Linked DNA regions of Mus musculus: region 1 is linked to region 2. Evidence: chromatin contacts called from public Micro-C data. All regions are on one chromosome and are shown on one strand. Each heading gives the region's core, a stretch centred on a gene start, on an enhancer-like site or on the middle of the called end of the contact. The rest is flanking DNA. Distances are from core to core; before and after follow the strand shown.

Region 1 (2,700 bases), core at 63-2,562, 280 kb after region 2:
CTCTGTATACTAGGGGGGTCACAGAGCCCCGCCCTGCCCTAACAGCGACCACGCCCCTCCCAGCCCACTCTTGGTCCGCTGTTGACTCTCCTCTCCCCAGTTTGGTTCCTACGGAGGTCTCTTGCCGACTTCGTGCTGAGGGGCAGTGACCCAGGGCTTGCTGCCTCAGTTACGGGAGACGCGGCGCGGTTCCCCTCTTGTACCCATCGCGCAGAGAGGAGTGAGTCTGTGGTGTCAGGGATCAAGAGAAGGCCGGCCGGCTGGAGCTACCTGGCTCCCCCAGAACCGCTTGGGGCCCAACCTGTACCCCGCCCTTACCCTCTCAGTTGGGGGCTTGGAGTGAGCGCCTAGCTGCCCCGGGGCTCCCCGCCCCCGGCCGGCCCCGCCCCAGGATGGCCAGTTCCCATAGCAATCGCACAGACACCGGTTGCCAAGCAACCCCTCCCCCTCCTCCCGCGTCCGCTTTCCCCCCAACCCTAGACTCCTCCCGCCCCCACGCCAGCCTCCACCTCCCCCAGGGGCGCCGGCGAGGCCCCTGGGGATCGCTCCGCTCTCGGGTTGCGCGCGCGTGCGTGAGTTTCTGTGTGTTTCATTGTGTCTGTGCGCGAGGGGGTGTGCGCGTGCGAGCCGAGAGTTTGTGGGATCGGTGTGTTGGGGAGGTCCCCAGCCTAGAGGGACCCGAGGCTGCTGCGCCCGTGTCCACTCGGGAACCCACCCTCCCAGCTTTAGGTTCTTTGTGTCTCGCGTGGAGCCAGCGCCGCGCCCACCCCTCCCCCGGCCCACTCCCCGGGGCAATGTGTGCGTGTGCATGTGTGCGTGTTATGTGTGTGCGTTGGGGGTAGGGGTCCTACCTTCGATGCAACACACCCGCCACAGTCCCGAATGGGTGAGGTCGCCGCGAGCGCGGCGGGGCGGGGGCCCGTCGTCCATGGTCAGGTTGGTGCCGTTGCAGATGTGCGCGCTGGAGTACAGCCAGTAGTCGGTGCCGATGGCGATGGCCATGAGCGAGAAGGCGGCGAAGGCTCCGGCCGTGGTCAGCAGCATCTGCAGCCCGCGGTCGCATCGCACCATGGTGGGCGCCTCATAGTCCGCCGCCCGCCGGCCCGGCCCGCCGCGCCCGCCCGCCCTCCTCCCTCGGCGCGCGGCTCCGGGGGCTCCAGGGGCTGGGGGGCCGAGGGCCGGGGGGCGGCGCCGCGCTGCGCGCTCCGACCCCGCGCCCCGGGCGTGCCTGCGCTCCGGCTGCGCGGGGCTCAAACTCCGAGGCGCGGCGGCGAGTGAGGGCTGCGCGGGCTACGCGGGCCGCCGGGCGGGCTGGCGGCGGCGGCAGCGGCGGCGGTGGCGGCCGGGGGCTCCTCCCTCTCGGCCCGCCCTCCCCTCCGCTCTTGGCCCGCGCCCTCCGCGCCTCCACCCACCGCCCGCCGCCCGGCGCGCTCTCTCGGCGCCGCCCCTCCGCCTCTGGCCCCGCGCTCGCTCTCCCACGGCCGGGATTTTCCCTCCCCTCTCTCCCCTCCCTGCGCTCACGCGCGCTCTCTTTTCTCTCCCAGGCTTCATTCACATTATCAGAGCGAAGGAAGCCGAGGGAAAGAAAGATTGGTTCCCTGGAAGGACCCCGGGGAAGCTGCGTCTCCAGTCACCTCTCTTTCCAACCCGGGACAGCCAGGATCTCCTTAGTCCCCAGGATTCTGTATCCCATTCTGTGGGATGGAGATTGCGTCCCCTTTCCTTCTTTCCCCACGGCCTTATGGCTGTACCTGGTTATGAAGGTCTAGGCAGGGATGTACTGTGAGACTCCTCGCGTTTCCAAAGGGCCCAGATGTGGGTCACAGACGGGAGACATTCTTTATGGGCCAAGCCAGATGAAGATCACCTCCATTTCAACCGAAGCAAGCCAAGGGGTTCTAGCAGGCACTGGGGAGCTCTGGACTTCTTCGAAGGGGGACTGAGGATGTGACACACTACAGTCACACTTCTGATAGTCCATTGCTGATAGAGGCAGGAACACCAGCAACTACATTGTAGCCTCCAGCTGTTTCTTCTCCCTGTCCTTCTCTGAACCTTTACTTTTTCTCCGGTTGGCTCTTCCTCAGCCTAACCGGCTCTTCCTCACCTCCCCTTAACCTTGTCAGACTCTGCCTCGGGGCCTCTGGCCTCTTCCCTTAATTGCTTTTGGTGCTGGCAGGGTCCCAAGCTGGATACACTCCGAGCTCCTTGGAGCCAGGCTCCTTCCTTGCCACCCAGTTCCCCTCCTCCCCTGCAGGAGGCCTGAAACCCACGGGGGGGGGGGGAACTCAGGCCATTTCTTACACCCTTGTCCCTGTTGCATCCTCGAGGGTTGTTCTGTGGGCTGCTGTTCTGACCCCCTGGGATTGAAAGAGACACATGGAAAGCTGCTGCCCTTGCAATTTTACCTCCCGGGCCACTTTCCCAGCTTTCCTCAGAGAAAATAAATGAATGACCCCAGCCTCAGAGCACTCACTGTTCTTCCTCTCTGGAGAGTGTGAGCTCCCCCCTCGTATATAGCCGTGTGTGGTAGCAATGTGCAAATGTTTGCCCTGGGAAAAATTATCTTTTGCTGGGAGAAGGGAATATAAACAAATAGAAAAAAAAAACCAGAATAATAAAATGTGAGGGCCAGGCTGACTAGCCCAATCAGCGTTGCTGGCCTTTTCCTCTGCCTTTGGGGGGTGTCTGTTCTGCTTT
Region 2 (2,700 bases), core at 170-2,669:
CCTCTGCTTGATCAGGATGGAGCCAGCTGGGTCTGGGAAACTGCTCTAGGGCAAATTTACTGGCCCCAGGGATTGAGGCCAGGGGAGTTACTATGGGACATGTGTGTTTGCGAGCTTGACTATATGTGTGTGTGCCCGCCCAGTGAGAGAGAGAGAGAGAGAGAGAGAGAGAGAGAGAGAGAGAGAGAGAGAGAGAGCGCGCGCGAGCGCTCTGGAGCATAAAATATCTGAATTATATAGAGAGGAGCCTCTGGGGGAAGGGCAGCCCAGCCTTGGGCTGCAAATTCAGGATTGGGGGCAGGGTATACCAGGTGGGATTGAGGACTGCTGGGAGGACCTGGAGACCAGGTCGGCTTTGATATGTAAAGTATACACCTCAGTCCCTTGCCTGAAACCAAACAGTGAAGAGCATTGCATACTCTGCTCTTGCAGAGGAGACCCAATCAATGCCTCTGGCTTCCAGGGGTACCAGCACTCACGTGCACGTACCAGCACAAGCACACACATAAATAAAACCAAATAAATCTTAAAAAAATAAAAAGTTAAAAGTTATCCTTGGTTACATAGGGGAATTCGGAGCCAGCCTGGGCTACATGAGACACTACTTCACTCAGTCACTCAAGGCTCTAACTCTAAGGCAGTGGGGAGCCAGGATCCTCCCTGTCCTTCCCTGTTCCCCTTTTGCTGTTGTTCCACCTCAAAATGTCACAGCAGTAGGGCAACATTCTCCTTGTTGGTCAGAGATACCATCTCTTCACTCAGCTAACTCCCAAGTTCCCTTCTGAAGCGGTGGCTCTTTAGTGGTGGCCAATTCCGACCTTCCCTCCGTCAGCTTCAGACTTCCCTAGATCTCCTCCTTGAAGTGGCCAGAACACAATGCTTGCTCCGCCCCCGGGCTCAGGCTGGCCCTCCCAAGCCCCCGGGAGAGCTCACGAGGAAACCCACCCAGGCATGGGGAGTTTCTTGTGGCATTTATGTGAGAAAAGTGCCAAACTTTGAGAGACCTAAGCCTACAGAAATCCTGTAATTTTTCTCTCAGGCCAGTGAGCAGATTGCTGCGGAATCCAGACTCTGCTGTATCGCCCCGAGCTCATCCCTTTCTCAAGATGAGCTCAGTTTTTCCTCTAGAGGAGAAGCCAAAGGTTCCTGAAGGACTGCCTCTGTCTGTCGTCTATGTCATTATTTGCTGCAAGGCTGGTGTTAGGCACGTGGTCCCAGCGTGGCAAAGGAGCCAGCAGGGAGGCTTAAGCAACTCCGAGCAGAGCCCCGCCCAGGCCCTAGGGGGTTGAGACCCAGAGGTCCTTGTGACAAACGCATATCAAAGGCTTTCATCAGGTGAGGGGATGGAGGGCAGGGAGCAGAAGCCAGAGGCTGGCTCTTTGTGCTTTGAACTTTTCTTGGGAAAATAACATCTGCTACTGCGTTTCTTGCTAAACAGGCAAGGTGAGAGGGGAATCAAAGTAGCTTTGAGGAAACTCTGAGGCAGAGAGACACAGTGGGTGGACCTTCCAGAAGCTTCTCCGACCCACAGCCTGCAGGTTGAAACCAACAGATATTTCGGAATCACGTTCTTCATCGGTTTTTATTTCTCCCCCACGGCCCCCACCTTTCCCCAGGCAGGACCGATGCAGGGTGGGGTGATGTCTGCTATTACAGAAGGTGTTTATGGCGATCAGTGAACAGTCCCTGGCACTGGGGAAATTAAAAAATACAGACACAAGAGATGAGTTGGTTTTTTTTTTTTAAGTCCTGTTTTCCCAAATACTGATAATATTATACATTTCCTTCCATTCTTGATCAGTCTGTGCCTTTTAAAAAGTGGGAGGCAGCCGGGCATGGTGGCACCCGCCTTTAATCCCAGCACTCCAGAGGCAGAGGCAGGAGGATTTCTGAGTTCAAGTCCAGCCTGGTCTACAAAGTGAGTTCCAGGACAGCCAGGGCTATACAGAGAAACCCTGTCTCGAACTCCCCCCAAAAAAGAAAAGTGGTAGGGAAGCATAGTGGTGGAGTGCATGCGTAGCCTATACAAGACCCTGAATTCACAGTACTCTTCCCCCCCCCCAAAAAAAAAGGGAAAAATTTTAAAACATTGATTGATTGATGGATTGATTGTGTGTTTTCACCTCAGTGTGTGTGTGTAAGCCAGAGGACAGCATTTGGGAACCTGCTCTCTCCCTCAGTCATAAAGGTTCCAGGAACTAAGGTTTTTGACTTGGCTGCAAAGCCATCTCACAAGACCAAAAAAAGATTTATTTTATTTTAGCATGAGTGGTCTCGCGGCATGTACACCTGTGCACCAGCAGAGGGCACCAGATCCCAGTATAGATGGCTGTGAGCCACCATGTGATTGCTGGTTATCAATTTCTGGAAGAACAGACAGTGCTCTTTTTTTCTTTTCTTTTTTTTTCTTTTTTTTTTTTTTTTTTGGTTTTTCGAGACAGGGTTTCTCTGTGTAGCCCTGGCTGTCCTGCTGGAACTCACTTTGTAGACCAGGCTGACCTCGAACTCGGAAATCTGCCTGCTTCTGCCTCCCGAGTGCGAGTGCTGGGATTAAAGGCATGTGCCACCACGCCTGTCCAGGCAGTGCTCTTAACCGCAGAGCCATTTCTCCAAACCCAAGAGTTTTTCTTACATAGAAATTATATAGGTAAAGTGTGTGTGTTGACTTTTCCATTTATTACATCATGAATCGTGTGTGTG

The links. A called contact is a pair of places that touch in the nucleus more often than the background predicts.
Region 1: a contact with region 2 is called in a Micro-C map of embryonic stem cells, with 3 times the contacts expected there. The contact joins the promoter of Cacng4 here to the enhancer-like site in region 2. A contact is called at or near these places in 4 of 39 promoter capture datasets (HPC-7-derived erythroid cells, embryonic stem cells, hippocampal neurons and 1 more), 8 of 484 Hi-C or Micro-C datasets (B cells and embryonic stem cells), 5 of 115 datasets of contacts at active chromatin or transcription factors (embryonic stem cells and stem cell-derived neural progenitor cells) and 1 of 9 other capture datasets (pancreatic islet).

What each region holds. Positions count from the first base shown.
Region 1 is chr11:107,793,394-107,796,093 of GRCm38.p6, forward strand. It overlaps Cacng4 (calcium channel, voltage-dependent, gamma subunit 4), which reads right to left and starts at 1,313. Exons shown (of 4, transcript NM_019431.4): 1 at 852-1,313. The coding sequence starts at 1,071. Gm11650 (predicted gene 11650) reads left to right here and starts at 479. Exons shown (of 2, transcript NR_165828.1): 1 at 479-572; 2 at 1,545-2,460.
Region 2 is chr11:107,509,837-107,512,536 of GRCm38.p6, forward strand. No RefSeq gene overlaps it. Among named protein-coding and RNA genes, the nearest start is that of A830035A12Rik, 23 kb to the right of the region's middle. Within about 2 kb of position 1,420, at least 95 of the 459 cell types and tissues checked have an H3K27ac peak or open chromatin away from gene starts, as enhancers often do. A contact at or near this core is called in embryonic stem cells and stem cell-derived epiblast-like cells, where this site is marked.